2 separate regions of the Bombyx mori genome follow, and region 1 is linked to region 2. A link is a contact called in public Hi-C data. All regions are on one chromosome and are shown on one strand. The core of a region is the stretch at or near the end of the contact, and the rest is flanking DNA. Distances in the headings are between cores, read along the strand shown.

Evidence for each region. Hi-C and Micro-C count contacts between places; a contact is called where the count stands out from the background.
Region 1: a contact with region 2 is called in a Hi-C map of midgut, with 1.8 times the contacts expected there. The contact joins two enhancer-like sites. A contact is called at or near these places in 3 of 7 Hi-C or Micro-C datasets (midgut and whole pupa).

Annotation. Positions count from the first base shown.
Region 1 is chr10:7,320,623-7,325,390 of ASM3026992v2, forward strand. The region is part of intron 3 of LOC105842530 (inositol-trisphosphate 3-kinase homolog); the gene reads left to right. Among protein-coding and RNA genes, the nearest start is that of Ncd, 20 kb to the right of the region's middle. Within about 2 kb of position 1,614, at least 3 of the 8 cell types and tissues checked have open chromatin away from gene starts, as enhancers often do.
Region 2 is chr10:7,274,578-7,279,057 of ASM3026992v2, forward strand. The region is part of intron 3 of LOC105842530 (inositol-trisphosphate 3-kinase homolog); the gene reads left to right. All of the region lies in intron 2 of LOC134199508 (a long non-coding RNA gene), which reads right to left. Among protein-coding and RNA genes, the nearest start is that of LOC134199508, 19 kb to the right of the region's middle. Within about 2 kb of position 1,869, at least 6 of the 8 cell types and tissues checked have open chromatin away from gene starts, as enhancers often do.

The DNA.
Region 1 (4,768 bases), core at 364-2,863, 46 kb after region 2:
ATTCATAGCAAAAGGCTAAAGGCTGTAGTTTGACGTAACTATTTTAATAACCTTCAAATTAAGACCAATAGTGATACATGCACAATATCATGATATTCGAATTTTTACTCTAGATTTATAAAGGTAAGGTATATGAACCCATCAATCTGATTTGAGTCTGAACATAAATGAACAAGATAAAAATAAAAAATGAATAATTTGGGGGTTTAAAAAAATCCAATATTGATCTATATACGAGAAAAAAAAACAAGCAGTATGTCAGCAATATACATAAAAAATATGACTGATCGCAGTCAAGGTTTCCTCCGGCAGTTCCGACAAGCTAGTGAAGAAATAAATTGGTAAATTTCTAATTAAAGGATATGAGGACAAATTTCAAAGTCGAGTAGATCAAACTTCAAAATACATCACATTACATAAAATATTATGACGTTGGAAAACCAATAAACGTTATCACAAAGTATAAGCAGATCTTTATAGACGTAATGTTTCTGCGTCACATGCGTATGTACGAATGTCTTATAGTAATCGGTATATCTTATAGTATTTGCGCAAACTGTATTCTGCGTTAAACAGTTTTGAAGACGTCTTGAAATTTCAAAGTAAAATTCCACCAAATATTGGGGTTATCGTCCATAGGTTTTAAAAAGAATAAATCGTTTTGTTTCCACTCTTTTATTTAAATTTTGCCCTTTTGAAGGTGTTCAAAATGTGCCATTGAAATGCTGTTGTGGTTAAATTATATTCCTTTTCATGGCCGTAGATGGGCAGCCGAGCTCATGGTCCACCTGATGATACCTGTTATGGGGAGCTCATACTCATCATGTCGTTGTTGTCGCCCCTCACTTTGAAACATGGGTTAAAGTCTGATTGGCACTAGGATAACGGCTATCTTTCAAACCAAAGCTCAAAGCATTAATTTATAATATTGCTTAATTAAATTGCGGCTCATTTACCTATTAAGTTGGAATACATTTTTGCAACACGGCGGAGATAAAGTATGCGGAGATAGCAATCTGGAACCCACAACATATCCTTCCAGTATCATTAATTTGGGTACCGTTGAAAAAATTCAATTAATTCCATTGTGCGAATGTTGTCTTACTTTTCTGTGAGTACATAGAGAGAGAGGACAGAGTGAGACTTATCAATCTTATCTTAAGAAGTTAAGGATTCACCGTGCGCCTACTGGGTACATTGTGTTGCTCTGAGAGGAACTTGGAATTATAGGAATTTGGACTTGTGACCTTGGTGTAGGTTTAAGAGGTCCGTGTCAATGACCATTACGTACATTCTCCATTATCTGCATTCTTCTGCCAACCTAACCAAATTCGATAGGAACCTACTAGTGCGGAGTAGTGCGGTTTTAGTTCTCGACAAGAATAAAAAGTTAAACACATATGTAATATGAAAGTAAAAAAATCTATTATTTTTTTTGGAAAGAATTACAGCTATTTTCCTTGTTGTTCCAAAACTTTATTGTGTTTCTGTTTCTCTTAAATATATTTTAGTTTAATATAAACATACAAAAAAACTCCGTAATGAGGGCAGTGAAATTATAATGAACATGATTACGTGTTCTGTAAGCTTTAAAGCAAACATAGATTACGCTACTGGCTTATGTAACGCTAGTATGAGAAGGACAAAACAAGTGCACGTGCTGTTGAACGAACGAGGTTAATAAACCGACTTGTATTTACGAATCCCCTTGAATTTTCTGGAGGATGTTTTAGAATAACAATTTTTAGATATTTTTTCACAATGAGATTACGCACCTTTTTTGTCAATATGAAACTTGGATGTACAGTTGAAACAAAAAGTAAAAACTTTTTTGTTTTAAATATTATACTTGCTTTCTTGTTTATTATTAGTTTACTAAATGTAGTTGTTTAGCAGGCAATTACCTGCAATGGCAGTCTCATGTTAAGGGTGTCTGCAGATTTTTAATAATGATCCTTTACAATGGAAAACAAAATTGTTTAAATCTTCTGCATTGAGGTTGGCCATGGCATGTGAATAAATTTGTAATGCAGACATCCAATAAACATAAGAGAAATATAATTAAAAATATTTAGTTGAAAAATAAAACGAATATAGTTTTGAAGTAAATATTTCCTTAAAATATGTTCACACTGTAAGGAAACTAACTGTTCGCAGTAATAAACGACAAATAGTAATTATGAGATATCACTGAGAGTCATGTGGCATTACTAGATTCCCTTAGTTTTATCACTAGCTGCACTGATAGACATTTGTCATTAACAAATTTATTGGTGATGGTTTTACGAATTTTACCAATTTACATGTAACCAATATTGTTAATGTATCTTTACCTAAAACACTGTTTGTACTTTTATGTACTTTTGAAAAACAGCCATCAGTTTATCTCAAGTGATGCGCTTATTAACAAACAGACTTTTTAAGCATGCACAAATACCTTTGTTAGATGTTTGCACGTTTCTTTAAATTGAAATAAATATTTAATTTTAATAATATCAAAAATTTTGTTGCACCTGCATTAAGTTCGAGATTGTAAACAGTTTGCATCGTAACGTAATGGTAATATGAGTATTCGAATACATTTACGAACCATCGCTTGTGCACTACGCGTGTACGTGTTCTATGGAAAAAAATCTAGATAAATATTAATAGGCAACGTCTCGATAAATTTAAAAAAGTTTCGACACTTTTGTATAATGTAACTTGTGACGTGAGTGGTAGCCTTGCCGAGATGCGCCCTATTTCGTAACCTTTGTTTCACAAAGCCGTGGAACAATGAAAGTCACTATGCCAACGACTTTGCTTCGACCTCATTATCAATTAAAATAAATAAAATATTTATAATTTAAGACATGCTCATTCTTTATATTTTCGAATGGAAATTTACCATTACAATGATAAGAGTTTTAAAAGCACTATGTTAAAATATTGTAATCTAAGGTTCGTTGAAAGAACGTGCATTACTTATATAAGAATACATTATTAAAATCACGTATTGTGTTAGATAGTATTTAGATAACATTTTCATGTTCATAGTATTTGTATTGGAGAAGAGGCATTCATACAGCTACTGTAATTAAAAAAATTAAAAAGTAGCTGAAAGTAATTTTAAATGAAAGTCATGCATATTTTTAGTCTGGTTTATTGATAAAGTAATTGGGTTAAGATCCAGCGTTTATTTTAAGCTAATAAGTCTATTTCTACGTCGCTTTACCGTGATTGTGGTCGTAATGTTTTCAGTGACCATTTTTAGAACCGGACGCCACTCCTGGCTTCCGAATGCGCGTCTGATAGTTACGTGCAGAGAGCAATCCATGGTAGCGTTGACTTGGTCAGTCCAAATTCTGACCTTTTTTTTTTCCGGCCTGGGTGCCGAACCTCCTACGAGGTCCCCGCGCCTAGGGCGCGCGCGGTGTTTGTGGGACTTGACCATCTGCAAGGCGTTGGAAGCAGACCGCGGGCCCAAGGAATTTTAAGGCCCTACCCACTAAACGACTCCCCTGCACTCTTACACCCGACGTCCGATCTCCGTCCGGGGTCAAAACCCGGTCAGAGTAGCGGGGTTCCCGCAGTCAACACTACAACCAGACACGTGGCGCCACCCCGAGGACGCCTGACCGACGGGTCGTCGAGGCGATGGTCGACGACCAACGACGTCGGTCTCCGCGGTACGGCGGCCCTACCAGGCCACCCGGGCGATGCCGCTGGTGTTCCGAGATACCCCGCTGAGCTAGAACCAGCCTGCCGGGTCGGAACGCGATACACCGCCGACTGGGTTGCTCTTCCACAGTATGTTCGGCGACGACAGCGACGACGAAAATGCGGACCGCATCGCATTCCGCAGCCGTCGACGCGTCGTCCCATCCTCCTGGTGCGTCCAAATTCTAACCTGCCGTAAGGTCTGACACCCTCTTCTCTACCCTGTACCATCAGGCGCTAGATAGAAAAATGCCCAGTGACACAATATGCACTCGTTATTGCGAAATTCAGTCCACGATATCCCGAATATTTTTCTCGAGCACCACATTTCTAGCGCTTATCGCTATCTTGCAGGGTCCGGGTTTTTGCAGCGTATAAATACAGGGGTCACCAAATATCTAACCAAACTAATAAGTGCGGGTTGATAAATCAAATGAACCATTATGTTTGGCGTCAATTCATTTGTTCGATGTATTTATTAACATAATATATTGTACGTACTTAATCTTTGTTTGCGGACGGCGCCGACGCGTCAGATCTACAAACAAAATATTTCGAAAATCGGTTCGAAACAATTGGCACGTATTTGATAAGTTAGCCGAGCAGGATATTTCTACAAGGACAGAAGGATCGACTTCCCCCTTCCGTTATGTATCCTGAATTTTGATTTGCTTGTCATGTACACATTAAGTATTCAAGTTTAGGTATCAACCATTAATACTAACGTAATTGAAGACTATAAGCACTTAATGTATGTTTGTATGTATGTAAGCTATGACACAGATACTGAAATTATTTCTTGAATCATGTTTTCTGAAAGGCGCGCACGGCAAATCATGATGTCATCGGATTAAATCTAATCTTAAGGATCAAACGGCACTATTAATTTAAAAACTTAAAGGTATCTAGTGCCTATTGCCTGGCATCTTTTCTACTGGTGGTAGGACTTCTTGTGAGTCCGCGCGGGTAGGTACCACCACCCTGCCTATTTCTGCCCTGAAGCAGTAATGCGTTTCGGTTTGAAAGGTGGGGTAGCCGTGGTAACTATACTGAGATCTTAGAACTTATA
Region 2 (4,480 bases), core at 619-3,118:
TAATTAGTGGTGGTAGGACCTCTTTGGAGTCCGCAAGGGTAGGTACCACCACCCCGCATATTTCCGCCGTGAAGCAGTAATGCGTTTCGATTTGAAGGGTAGGGTAGCCGTTGTAATTATACTGAGACCTTAGAACTTATATCTCGAGGTGGGTGGCGCACTTACGTTGTAGATGTCTATGGGCTCCAGTAATCACTTAACACCAGGTGGGCTGTGAGCTCGTCCATCCATCTAAGCAATCAAAAAATAGAGTGGTCAATCTATCGTCATGTGGGACTCGTAGAGGGGAAAACAGAGAGCGGGTATAATAATGAGTGAATGACGTGTGTGGAAATTATGTTTGATTCGGAAAAACTAAGATTGTTTTAATCTTTTTTGTACTGTCAAAATGTTGGAATATGTACATAACTAAATTAATGTCTTGATAATCTCAACACCATATCACTAACTCACTTTATACAAGCCTATTTTATCAAGTATCAAAGAAAAATAAATTTACAGTAATACCTTACTACTCATGTTTCTAAAATATCTAAAACGTGTTAAATTTTAAAATCCGAACACCAGAATCGTACTAATTCATGCATTCTTAAATCAAGAAAAAATTTCACCACATGACAGCAAATAAACATTCAGCTAATTATGCGCTGTTCAGTTTTAATTTGAAACCGGCTTTTTTCGCATTGACGTCAGAGCAAGCTACATACATAACATTCTCGTCGTGTATCTTGGCCATAAAAAGTAATCTTTACAGCTAAAATCACATAACCGGTCACAGTCGATATTATACTAATAGCGATAATATTTACAAACATAGGAATCTCAATCTATTCTAGAAGATAACTAATTAGTGATTTAGTTTGAAATCAAATCAAATCAAATCAAAAAAGTTTTATTGAACATAAATGAAAGTACATACTTGTTGAACGTCAAAAGAACTACCGTCAATTCACAAGAATTAGCCTCCGTCCTGAGAAGAATTGGCAAGAAACTCAGCGGGCATGTCTTTTTTTTTATATATTTTTTTTTTTTTTTTTTATATTTGATTTTTTTAAATATTCATTTTTACAATAAGTAATTATAACATAACAATTTTATAGGTACAATATTGAAATGCCCGGAGCGAGCAACTCATTCCCACTTTGTGCAATCTTCTAGATAATCATTGACTTTATAGTAAGTAAGCTTTATTGCACAGATGTTCTTTAATAGTTTTCTTAAACTTATGTATATGTAGGTTCTGAACATTTTGTGGGATTTTGTTGTACAGGCGCACAGACAAGTTAAAGCTTATCTTTTACCATTTGGATGATTGAGCACATATTTCTCACACTTCGATCCTTATGATTTATAATCTTCCCCCTCTAACGTCTAATTTTGATAACCAAACACTTATCGCGTTAACAGTGCTAGGAGACAGGGATTGTAGACATCTTGACCCAGAAATCAACTGCTTAAGAAGTCTGTTCTTGTTCTTATCAGGGCATTTAATTCGTATGCGATAATATGTCTAGACTTTTTCATGCAGATCTGCAAGAGCGTCATCAGCTAAGTTCATTTGCGAAGGCAACTAAAAATAGAAGTTTTAGATTCAATTAATTTGCCTTACCAAATTGCATTTTAACTCAAATTGAATTTTTGACTGTACACTGTCATACACGAACCTAAAATATTAATATGAAAGTAACAATTGCAATAAGGTGCAAATTCATAAACTACTTCACTATAAGTCCACTTAACGCTAATGTGTACAGTACAATGTACAGAACCATAATATTAATGTTTGCAAGAAACAATAAACAGATAATACATTGCGAATTGTGTCAACTACATCGTTTTCCCACGAGTGTCGTGTTGACTCAGTGCGCTTCATGGAGAAAGTGCATTGAGTTGACGTCAAAGGTTTCACATTACGTACTCTCTGGTATATCTACTTGTATTATACGATTCACACATGGGTACTGTGATTAATAAAGCCATTGTTGTTGCTATATGCTCGATGTGTGGATGTGAATATAATTACTACACTGCAGATACTAGCCGATATTTGATTTTTGCATTGGACCGTTAAGATATAATTGTATCCGCATCTTAGACTTTGTTGATTATTTAGCAATTCGGTACGTTATAGCTAAGGAATCTACCTATATTTAAATAGGAGAAGACAAAACACTTGTCAAACGACTTTTTTAAGAGCTGTTGACGATCTTAAGATTTATCAATTAACAAAAAGGGAATAGTGATTGAGATTTTTAATGTAATGATTTTTAATGTTGAGTTGTCAGTGATTATGGTAAAATTTTGATTATTAACTTAGTTACAAATCTTTTGGGTTTCGTTGCAAAAAAAACATGTATCAATATGTCTACCTGTGTATCACTGACATTTTATTTAGCCTAAATATCGGTACATATGGTGTATGGAAAGTATGAAAAAATATTTCCTAGAGGTGATACATAGCTCCTCCCGACTCGGCCAGGCGGGCTTAGACCTAGTAAGGTATCCCTGGACACCAGCGACATCGGCTAGGTGGCCTGCCGGGCTTCTGTATCGAGATGGCCGACGTCAGAGCCTTCGTCATTTGCCTTGAAGATTCCGTCAGTCGGGCGTCCTTGGAGAGAGCTGTGTGTCTGGTTGCAGTGTTGACTGCGGTGACCCTGTTACGCCGCCCGGGTTCTGACCTCGGGGGAGATCGGACGCTTAGTACAAAGGAATCGTTTAGTAGGTATAACCCTAAATACAATCCTTGGCCTCGCGGTCCCCTCCGAACATCTGCGGACCGTCCAGTCCAGTCCGTCCAGTTTGGCCCGCGACCCAAAAAAAGAGGCGATATACTGCATGTAACTGGGCGATGAAAAAAAACCTAACCAGTGGAGTGCTACTTATCATCCTCCTTGCGTCGTGTTTCTCAGTGCTGAGGATCGTGACCTTTACGGGGCACTGCTGTTTAGACTACTTATCATAAAGATAAGTAAACACGCCACATTAAATGGACTCAAGTTAGAATTATCTCTTAGGTTAAACAGGAGTTTTATTTTTAGTATTACCGATGTTACTTACAAATGTTTAAAGGTTACGTTTAGAAAATGTTTATTCTTGATGTCCGCAATATGTTCATTAAATGACTGATGTGTGTCTCTCTGCCTTACCTACGAAAACCTGTAGTCACAATTATATAACAATAGTCCAATTTGCCGCGATCCTGCAGAGCTATACTCAGTTACACTTGACATATCATAGGTTTCTTAAGCTCAGTTTTTTGAATCTATACTAATATTATAAAGAGGAAAGATTTGTTTGTTTGTTTGTTTCGAATAGGCTCCGAAACTACTGGACCTATTTGAAAAATTCTTTTTACATTAGAAGCCGACATTGTCCCTGATGAACACAGGCTACTTTTTTGATTATTTTTTTTATTTTTTTTTTTGGTTTCATGTGTGTTTTAATGTTTCCGAAGCGAAGCGAGGGCGGGTCGCTAGTAGTCTATAAATCTAGTTTACAACAGTTTTAAACATACGGTATACAGTCAAGAGAAAATAGAGTTTGTACTTCTGCACCTCTCTGCTTCTGTTTATGTTACGAAGTAATGAAATTGAGAATAGCAGTATACCCTACGTCCTGTGCCAAAAAAAAATTTTTTTAAAATATATTTTTTTAAATATATTTTTTCCTTTATTATTATTTTACTAAATTACGGAAGACTGTAAAACATTCGAAGTTTCGAATTACGAAATGACTTAACTACGTACGAGATTAAACTGTAAAACTGACTTTTTAACAGTTTTGTGTAGCTTTCGAAAATCTAAGATACCTACACAAATACACTATTGTCCTCGGTATTCTGATTTGTTTATTAAGAGAGAGAGAACTGAAATGGTGTTGTCACAGACGATTTTCATAACAAATCGTAATTCCTTATTGCACATAAAACCATAATCAGCTTACATTGTCTTACCCAAGTCTGTGTTTAGAATATTAAAAGAAAACCAACACAAAAGATGTAACATGTAACAATATCTTATATGTACTTCAATCATTACGGAACATCACGTATTTTTCATCATTAAATGCTTCCTTCTTGGCAGTGAACCACGGTAATAACTTCGACGGAAATGCCATTAACAATGAAAATTATCATTATAAATAAAACTGCTAATGAATGAAAATCGTAAACTCGTTGAGTTCATATCATTTTTTCATATCATTCAGATATCGTTCATATTATTAGATAGAAAGAAAACATAGTGGACAAGTTCTGTCATCTTCGTCAACTGATCAACGAAAACTCACGATTCAACTACTTCCTGCTTGAAAAAAATGTACTGCACCGCTGATTCACGGATACATTAAAAACGATGGTGATTAAGCTACGTGGGCCAGTGGGTTTTCATCAAAGTTGATACGCTGAAAATGAATCACTTATTATTCGGTTCAACTTCAAAATTCAAGCTTACAATTAAAAACCTAACTATCTTCGCTA